2 separate regions of the Sus scrofa genome follow, and region 2 is linked to region 1. A link is a contact called in public Hi-C data. All regions are on one chromosome and are shown on one strand. Each heading gives the region's core, a stretch centred on a gene start, on an enhancer-like site or on the middle of the called end of the contact. The rest is flanking DNA. Distances are from core to core; before and after follow the strand shown.

The links. A called contact is a pair of places that touch in the nucleus more often than the background predicts.
Region 2: a Hi-C map of skeletal muscle shows a contact between it and region 1, with 2.5 times the contacts expected there. The contact joins the promoter of LGALS3BP here to the enhancer-like site in region 1. A contact is called at or near these places in 1 of 5 promoter capture datasets (liver), 15 of 47 Hi-C or Micro-C datasets (alveolar macrophages, embryonic fibroblasts, epiblast stem cells and 8 more) and 2 of 2 datasets of contacts at active chromatin or transcription factors (alveolar macrophages and skeletal muscle).

What each region holds. Positions count from the first base shown.
Region 1 is chr12:3,158,395-3,162,704 of Sscrofa11.1, reverse strand. It overlaps C1QTNF1 (complement C1q tumor necrosis factor-related protein 1), which reads left to right. Exons shown (of 4, transcript XM_021066514.1): 4 at 1-1,350. Among named protein-coding and RNA genes, the nearest start is that of ENGASE, 11 kb to the right of the region's middle. Within about 2 kb of position 2,179, at least 32 of the 83 cell types and tissues checked have an H3K27ac peak or open chromatin away from gene starts, as enhancers often do. A contact at or near this core is called in alveolar macrophages, retroperitoneal adipose tissue, skeletal muscle and 1 more, where this site is marked.
Region 2 is chr12:3,210,730-3,215,039 of Sscrofa11.1, reverse strand. It overlaps LGALS3BP (galectin-3-binding protein), which reads right to left and starts at 2,605. Exons shown (of 7, transcript XM_021066516.1): 1 at 2,453-2,605; 2 at 1,021-1,096; 3 at 1-73. The coding sequence starts at 1,072.

The DNA.
Region 1 (4,310 bases), core at 930-3,429:
TGTTGTGGAATATTCCAGAGGTTGTGAAGGGAGCGAAGTAAGCCACGGAAAAGAAGTGAGGCATATTGTTATGTTTGCCTTTCCGCCAGCCCCACTGGCTCCAGGAGGGCTGCAGCCGCTCGAGGCTGCAGGAGACTCCTTGGAAGAGAAGCTCTAAAGTGGATGCCGAAGGTGACAGGGGAAGGGGGCCGGGGTGGCGTGGGGGAGGGGACCAGGAAATCACATCTGGCTTAATATTTCAGGCCATGGATGAACCTTCTGGGGGGACGGCTGGCTGACATCCATGTCCTGGGGACATCCCCATGGCCTTGAACGAGGGCTCAGCCAGTCTTTTGAGCCACGACAGTGAGGGGGTTTGGGCTGGGCAGCAAGTGTCACTCCCCAGAGGGACAGCCAAGCCCTCGGCTGTGGTCTCTGGGTTGGGAGAAGCACCCTGCTTGATGGAACCTTGAGGCTCCTGGCAGCAGCTGGGGACCCCAGGGGCCCCAGACCTAAGGCAGTTCTGTGAGGAGCAAAGCTCAGTCCAGCCAAGCAGAGGCGTGCCTCCTGGCAAGGCCCTGGTCCTGCCCCCCCTTGGCCCTGGTCCTGCCCACCCCGATGGCCCTGCTCCTGCCCCCCATGGTGCTGCTTCATTCCCTTCGTGTCCTGGGCAGGGGCTCCCCACCTGTCACCCTGGCCCTGGCTTTCTGTCCCTCCTCGCAGGCGGATCAGCCGTGGAAGGCACCAGTGCCTCTGATTTGTAGCAGTGTCATGGTTGTAGAACGTTTTCTAGAAAACCTGGCACACCATCTCAGAGTTACACTTCCCAGAGGGAAGGCCCCCAGTACCCCTACGCCGGGGGCCTCTCTGACAGGCAGCCTCAGACGATGCAGGAGGGGCCTTTCCAGAGCAGGGGAGGGCTGGAAGGGCCCCCCCCGCCTGTCCCTGGAGCTCCAGTGTGGCTCAGCCTCCGCGAGAGGAGAGAGGGCGTGTTGTAACCACTGAGGTCAGAAGCCCCACTCTGAGGGGGCCATGGGGCACCCGGAGCGGGGCGCTGCCTGGACCGGTGCTCTGGCCTGGCGGCCCTTCCCCACCTCTCTCTGCTGACGCCCAGGGCCCTCAGCCCTGCAGAAGGCTCCCTTCCCGCTGGTCAGACCTGTGAGCCCTGGTCTTGACCGAGCCCTCCGCCTGCTCTGGGCCTGGTCACGGGGTCTGGAGTCTGCACATCCCTTACTCTGAAGGACTTCTGCTGGTCAGACTTTACAAACTGTGTTTCCGAGGGTGAGCTGGTGAGCAGGGCGCCCACCGCTGCTTTGTGCTGCCCCCACGCTTTTTCAGAAAACATTAAACTTGGACTTGTGTGTTTCAGCACAGTGGCCTCATCAGTCTGGTCTTTGAACCAAATCCTCGTCCTTTCTGTCCTCTCCCCCCGGGACCCTGCCTCCTGTCTGTTGGAGCCCCGGGGCCCTCAGCTTGTACCTGGGGACATCAGAACCCAGCGGGCACTGGCTGGCCCCGAGCAGCTGCATTCCTCACAGGAACGCGTTTCACGGCTCAGCTGGACCACCCTGCTGGTGCCCTGTAGGGGAGGGGCTGTCTTGCTTCTCCCAGTCGCCAGGGGACCCAGGGGGTGTCCCCGGGCTTGTGGCGCATCACTCCAGCCCCCACCCCTGTCCTCATGTGGCCTTCGTTCCTGAGTCTCTCAGATCCCCTCCCTTCTCTCCCGTCCCTGGAATCGGGGCCCACCCTAAACCCAGGGCACTCTCCCCTCGAGAGCCTTGGCTTCCTTACATCTGCAAAGACCCTATTTCCAGGTAAGGTCACCTCCACAGGCATCAGGGTCAGGACTTGAACATGTCCTTTGAAAGGACACAGTTCAACCCACTGGCACAAACCTGCAGGTCTGAACCCCTCCACCAACAGCCCCTTTTATGCCTGAGCATGAAGAGCAGATGTTTCTTCTTCTCTCCATCATTTGCCAACTGGGTTAGTGGCCAGGGCCCTTAGAGGAGTGCCAGTGGGCGGTGCAGAAGCTGCCTTGGTTCTGCTGGTGCCAGCGGGCTCCAAACAGCTGCTGCCCTTCCTTGGCCTGGTTCTAGAGTGAGCCAGTGCAGTTGAGCTCAGCCTTGGGCTGTGGCCAGGCCAGAGTGGGCGGGCACTGCAATCCTGCTCTCTCGTCAGAGCAGAGGCCACTGGGCAGAGGATGCAGCTGGGAGCAGGGGCCGAGTGCATTTCCCAGAGGCACGTGGTAAGAACCAATCAGCTTTGTACAGGTGCCCACAGCCCGCCCTCGCTCCAGGGGCAGTCACGTGCCACGTGTAACACCTGCTCCCCCACACCCGGCCCCCAAGCCAACGCGTGAGAGGAGGCGGCCTTGCTCTGCAGTCCACCCTGTGCCCCCTTCGATGGCCCTCAGTCTTCACGCTCACTCCACACCCAGGCCCCCTACCCCCAGTCTTCCACCTTCCCGCTGGCATCTCCACTCCGGTCATTCTTTCTCCGAACATGTCCCCTGCTCCTGCTTTGTGCCAACCTGTGTGCCAGGCACCAGGGGCATAATGACAAATAAGCTACGGTACTTGCCTCCTAGAGGACTTTTCTGGGCCTGTCACTGCAATGTGACGTGGATGCTAGCCTTCTCAGAAGATGCACACGCGTGGCACCCCGTTATCTGCGACCCTGCCCCTTGCCCAAGCAGCCCACTGTGCATAGGCTCCTTTGCTTACATCCTGACTCCAGCTGCGAAAAGAGCCCACCCCTGGAAAAGAGCCGGTAAACTCAGAGGCAATACAAATATCCGTGTTTTAGCGAAGGGCCCCAGACGCGGCCGATGACTCAGCCAAAGGAAAGAGTTGCTCATGTTAGGGCTTTAGGAGCCTGTGGCCAGGGCGGAAGCAGCGAGAAAGGCACTCCCAATCCCAGGGGTTTCGGGGCATGTGTGTGTGTGTGTGTGTGTGTGTGTGTGTGTGTGTGTGTGTACACGTGCGCTCAGTGATCATCAGTGCGGGTCACTGGGGACACAATGGCATGAAGGCAAACTCGTTTTATTTGGGTCGCGGTCATGAGGCTGGGAAAAAAATGAGACTTTCTGGCCTGAATCACGAGAAAAACCAGAAGTAAATAAAGCAGAGTAAATAAAGCAAGATGCCCCCATTCAAAAGAGGAGTTTCTCTACCTCCCACCATCACACACAGTCCCTCAAAATGGATCTAAGACCTAAACAGAAGAGCTAAAAGGATAACGTTCGTAGAAATCAAACAAAGCCTAGACGTGAGTCGTCATGACCTTGTGCCAGCGATCATTTCCCACCGATGACACCAGAGCCACAGGGAACACCAGGAAAAACAGACACACCGGACATCCCCGAAAGGTAAAATTCTGTGCGTCAAAGGACGCGTTTAAGAAAGTGAAAAAAAACAATGCAGAACGGAAGAAAGCATTTGCAAATTGTAAATCTGATAAGGGATGTGTGTCCAGAATATATAACAAACTCTTACAACCCAGTAATAAAAAGACAACCCAGATAAAAACATGCAAAGGGTCCCAATAAACATTTCTCCAATAAACACGGGAAAAGATGCTGGACCTCACTGGTTTCCAGGGAAATGCAAGTGAAAGACACAGATAGGGAGTTCCCTGGTGGCGCAGGGGGTTAAGGATCCGGCGTTGTCACTGCTGTGGCTCAGGTTTGATCCCTGGCCTGAGAACTTCCGCCTGCCACCGGCACAGCCAAAAACATTGACCAGCCAACCAACCAACCAACCAAAAAAACCGCAGTGAGTTACGACTTCACAACCAATAGGATGTCTGAAATGAAAATGACAGGAGCAGGCAGGAATGTGCAGAGACTGGAGCCCCCACGCACTGCTGGCAGGAAGGCAAAATGGTACGGACGCTTTGGGAAATTGTCTGGCGCGTCCACAAAATGTTAACGCATAGAGCTCTGGGTAACCCAGCAGTTCCACTTCTAGGCATGTACCCCAGAGCAGTGAAGATACAGGTCTACACAAAAGCTCGTGGACGGATGTTCAGAGCTGCGGGATTCACAATAAACACCAAAGTGGAAACAACGCAAATGTCCATCAGCTGCTGAATGGTTAAACAAAAGGTGGCATCTCCATACAACAGACGGGTATTCAGCGACAAAGAGGAACGAAGCCCCGAACAGGCTACACCATGAAGCCCGGGAACATTCTGTTCCGTGAAAGAAGCCGCTCAGGAAGGACCACATGCTGTGTGATTCCACTGATGTGAAACGTCCAGGATCGGCAAATCCCCCGAGACAGAAAGAGGTTTCCAGGGGCTGAAGGGTGGGGAATGGGGAGTGATTG
Region 2 (4,310 bases), core at 1,356-3,855, 52 kb before region 1:
CTGTAGAAGATCTCTACGCGGCCCTCATTGTCAGCTTCCCCACCAGCCAGCCGCATGTCACCGTCTTTCACGCCTGCAGGACCCCGAGGGAGCGCAGAGGTCAGCAAGGGCGCGGGCTGGGCGCTGGGCCTCCAGCTGGGGTAGTGGCCCGGCCGCCCCACACTTCTCAGGGTCACGTGCTTTTGCAGGGGCAGTAAAGTTCTCCCCAACCATCCATCCATCCTCAAATGGGTCACCCCCTAGAGAGGAATACAAAATGTGCATAGACACCCCCCAAAGGCAAATGCCCCCTTCCGGGTCTCTGACGGCTGAGCCCTTCATCCCACAGATTGAGAAGAGGTGGGGGGGCTTTGTGCCCCCTGAGCGGGGGTAGCAGGACCCCAAGGGAAGAATGGCTGAGGTCCCCACTGACCCTGAGGGTGTCTGGGGTTTGGGGGGTGCAGCTTGGCACCGTGACAAGGACGGCTGGGAGGGGTGTAGGGTGCCTAGGGCAGCAGGCCCAGGGCGCCCCGGAAACAGAGACAGTATGCCAGGCGGGGAGGGAAAGCGGGGCCCCGCCCTACACATACGGTTCTCCTGGGACTCAGCCCACTGAGGCCCAGCCCCCACTGAGGCCTAGCCGAAGCCCACGGGGTCAGGCAGAAGCTGGGTGTCAAAGGGCAATTCTCAGACGGGGGTGCGACAGGCCTCCACGGGGTCACCCGGCCAGACGTCCAGGACTCCACAAGTTTGTGTGCAAAGGGCACCAAGCTTGTGGCCCTGCAGCATCTGACTGGTCTGTGGGCCCTTTGCCTGGTCCCTCTGGCTCCCCTGGATGAAATGGGGACTCCCTTGGAGACCCTCCAAACTTGCAGCCATGACCTGGGACACCCAGGGCTGCAAGCAGGAGGGAAGACCTGGCTGCCCCCTGGGACCCAGGCACCAGGAGGACACTGCCTGATTTTCTGCAAGGAGGGGTCAACCCTGCAGAGCTGGGGCAGCAGCTTCACAGACTGCGACGTTTCCTGGGGCTCAGCTCACCTTGGGTCCCTGTGACCAGCAGCCACATCCATAGGAGCCATAGAGGGGCCATGGCCTTGCCTGGCAGCACCTGGTCCTGCAGCAGAAGGAGGTGGCTGAGTGAGACGGCGGAGCCGGGTGGCCTCAGACCCTCCTGTTGGAGGGTGGCGGGCAGGCTGGGGGACCCCTCACTTTGTCTGAGGGGTGGTCTCTTGAGGACTCGCCCAGACGAAGAGGGAGGCTCTCGGGTAGTGAAAGCCAGGCCCTGGCCATGGTCGTCGGGGGCAAGGGGGTGGAGGCCAGGCGTGCGGGGCCCAGATTGGGAGGGTCCGGGGAGCCCTCTGCAGGGTGGGGCTCTAACTTCAGGCCATGGACCTTTACAGGAGTGCCCTGAGATCTGCAGCAAAGAACATTCTGGGGCTTCTGGGCCCCATGAGCTGTGGAAGGGAGGGGGCGGGGCAGGCAGAGGGATGCAGGAGGAGAAGGCCACAGAAACGGGGTGGGAGTGGAGGGCCGGGCAGCCGTGAGAGATGCTGGCCTGGGGGTCTGGAGGAAAGGGGACAGGGCTGAGGTTCGAGGGGGAGGCTGAGGGGAGGGAGCAAGATGAGCAGACAGGCTGGGCCCGCTCAGTGTGGTCCTGGCACAGCCACCTCTGAAGGCAGTGTCCCCAAGCAGCAGAGGCTCAGAGAGGTTAGAGACCACCAGGGCCACACAGGCAGCCCTGCTTGGACTTCCTGCCTCCATGTAACTCTCGCTGCTTTGCTTTTCCGGGTCCCCCATGCTGCCCTTCACCTGCCTTCCTCCCCCAGTGGCTGCACACAGGGGTGGGCCGGGGTGTCACTACCACTCTGGTTCAGTAAGAACCCTGGGACCCCCACACCACCCCAGGGTCCAGCAAGCAGGGGTGAGACCGCTTGCTGTTGTGGGTGCCCGTCAAGCCAGGGCCTGGTGACCCTGAGGTGGCGCCCTGGGCCTGCATGAACCAGACTCCCAGGGGCTCCCAGCACAGGGGCTCCCAGCATCCCTGGGCCAAGACTGCTCACAGGGGACTAGCCTGACCCTGAGAAATGGAGCCATTCAGGCACTTGGCATACGGCATGCAAATGTTACCACAGCCTTTCGGGTGGCCATGGCCACCCATTTTTGCCTAACTTGTTTGGGAAGTGGGACCCTGGCCCCCATTGGTGCCCTTGTGCTCTTCCTTTGGACAGGTTTAGCCTGGGCTGGAGCGCGCAAATCTGAGAGAGCACCCGGCCTGAATTCTGAGCCTGCCCGCCCCTTTGGGTGGTGTCCTTGTGCAGCGAACCGCCTGCCCAAACTGTACACAGAAATCCTTTTGGACATGGGAGCAGCAGTGATGGTGCCTGGGTTCAGGAGGAGCACCAGATCCCCAGCTGGGCATGAACAGGGACGGAGAGGGACACCCACCTGAGAGCAAGAGGCACGAGCTTACCTCCCCGGGGCAACTACTGATGGCTTCGCAGGATCCCTCTGCAGACCGACCATCAACCTGGAAAACCCTCCCAGGACTGAGCTTGGTTGGGCTGGTCCTAGGAAAGGCTTCAGAGAGCTCAGTTTAGTTTCAATTTCTAGAAAACCACCTGACACTGCTCTCTTCTGGGGTTGGCTGCTGCCAAGGCTCCCTGGCCGCCCCCTCAGCCCTGAGCGAGGGGTGGGGAGGGGGAGAAGGTGGGGGTGGCTGCCTCCCAGGGCCTAAGTCTGCATCCGGGCTGATTCTGCAGCCGGGCTGATTCTGCAGCCGGAGCAGGGTGGCTGCCAGCCACATTTGTATTTCAACCGTCTTCCTCCCGGGCTGGAGGGGCGCCAGGGGCGGGCGCTGGGGCGGGGCCACCGCTCTGAGCCACTTCCTGGGTCTCAGGCAAAGCCAGCAGTGGGGACACTGCCTCGGGGCTGCTCGAGTACTGTCCCCCCTGCTCTGAGCACTTGACACGCCTGACCCAACTGGCTCACTCCGGTGGGGCGGGCGGAACCTCTGGAGGGAGGTGAGTTGTCCTGTCGCCTCGCCCCCACGCCCTTTCCTTTCCAGAGAGCCAGTGCCGTGGCTCTCTGGGCACGCACCCTCGTCTCACCCCAGCTTGGGCAGCTCTCCTGGGCCGGACCTGGGCCCTGTGGGTCGGAGCGGATGGTGTCAGGGAGGCGTCGCGATCCCAGCCGGCCGGGGGTCAGCTTCAGACTCCTGGAGCAGGACCCTGTTGGGAGCAGGTGGCCTGGAGCTCCTGATGCCTGTGGTGGCCCAGACCCTGCTGAGGACATCCCAGCTGAGGATGGGCGAGGGCAGGCTGACAGATGGAGGACCCGAGGTCCTGATGCCATGGCGTGAGCCCCTGAGACCAGCTGGCCTGAAATTGAGGCCAAGCCCAGGCTGCAAGGCTAAGTGAGGCCATCAACACCCTCTTGCTGTCACCTGCACCCCAAGGCTTGGGACGAGGGTGACCCCCTTGGATGTCCCAATGCCCGTGGACCTGGCCTGCATGTGGGGATCACCCAGGCGTTTCACAAACTCCTGACGCCCAGACCTGTGATGCCTCAGTCCTTGGGGTGGGAGGGCACTGCCGTTAAAGCCCGCGGGTGGCTCCAACATGCAGCCAGGATTGAGAACCACTGCGGAGGCAGTTTGCCCAGCCACCAGGCCAACCATTCAATGAGTGCCCAAGAGGAGAGGAGCCCACCTCGTCCCCGCCAGAGAAGCTGAAGATCCGTGGCGGGGGTGGGGAGCAGCAGAAACAGAAGCGGCAGGAGAGCCTGGGGAGTCCTGACACCCCGCCCAGCTTCAGGAGCCTCGGTGCTGGGGACAGACATGCCAGCACTGTCACGTCTCCTAGCCTCCACTGGTTCCTGCCCCAGAAAGGGGCCATCAAGCTCCGGAGTGCAGGGGAAGCCCTTTGGGAGGTGCTGGTGGCAATGCCGAAAAACGCAAGTTGCCGAGTGTCCTGCTGGGTACGGAGGTCCCGACCTGGAACAAAAGCACAGGGGCTGTGCCCGGCTCTGGGGCCTCCCAGCCTTAGGCCCATTCAGGGACCCGGAACAGGCGTTGAGACCACGCCTCCAGAGAGGCGAGGAGAGACTCCGACAAGGACACCGACCGTGAAGGCCTCGAATCAGAGTCGGCCGGTGGCGACAGAGTGGACGCCACTGCTATTAGCAGGAAGTCACAGCCCAGATGTGCAGGAAGCTCCCTGGGGGCGGACAGAGACCAGAGCCCTCATGGGGTCTGCAGGATATTCTTTCACGCCTTCTCTCCATTTCCCTCAGCAAACATGGGGGGCCACCTGCTGCGCCTGTGACAGGAA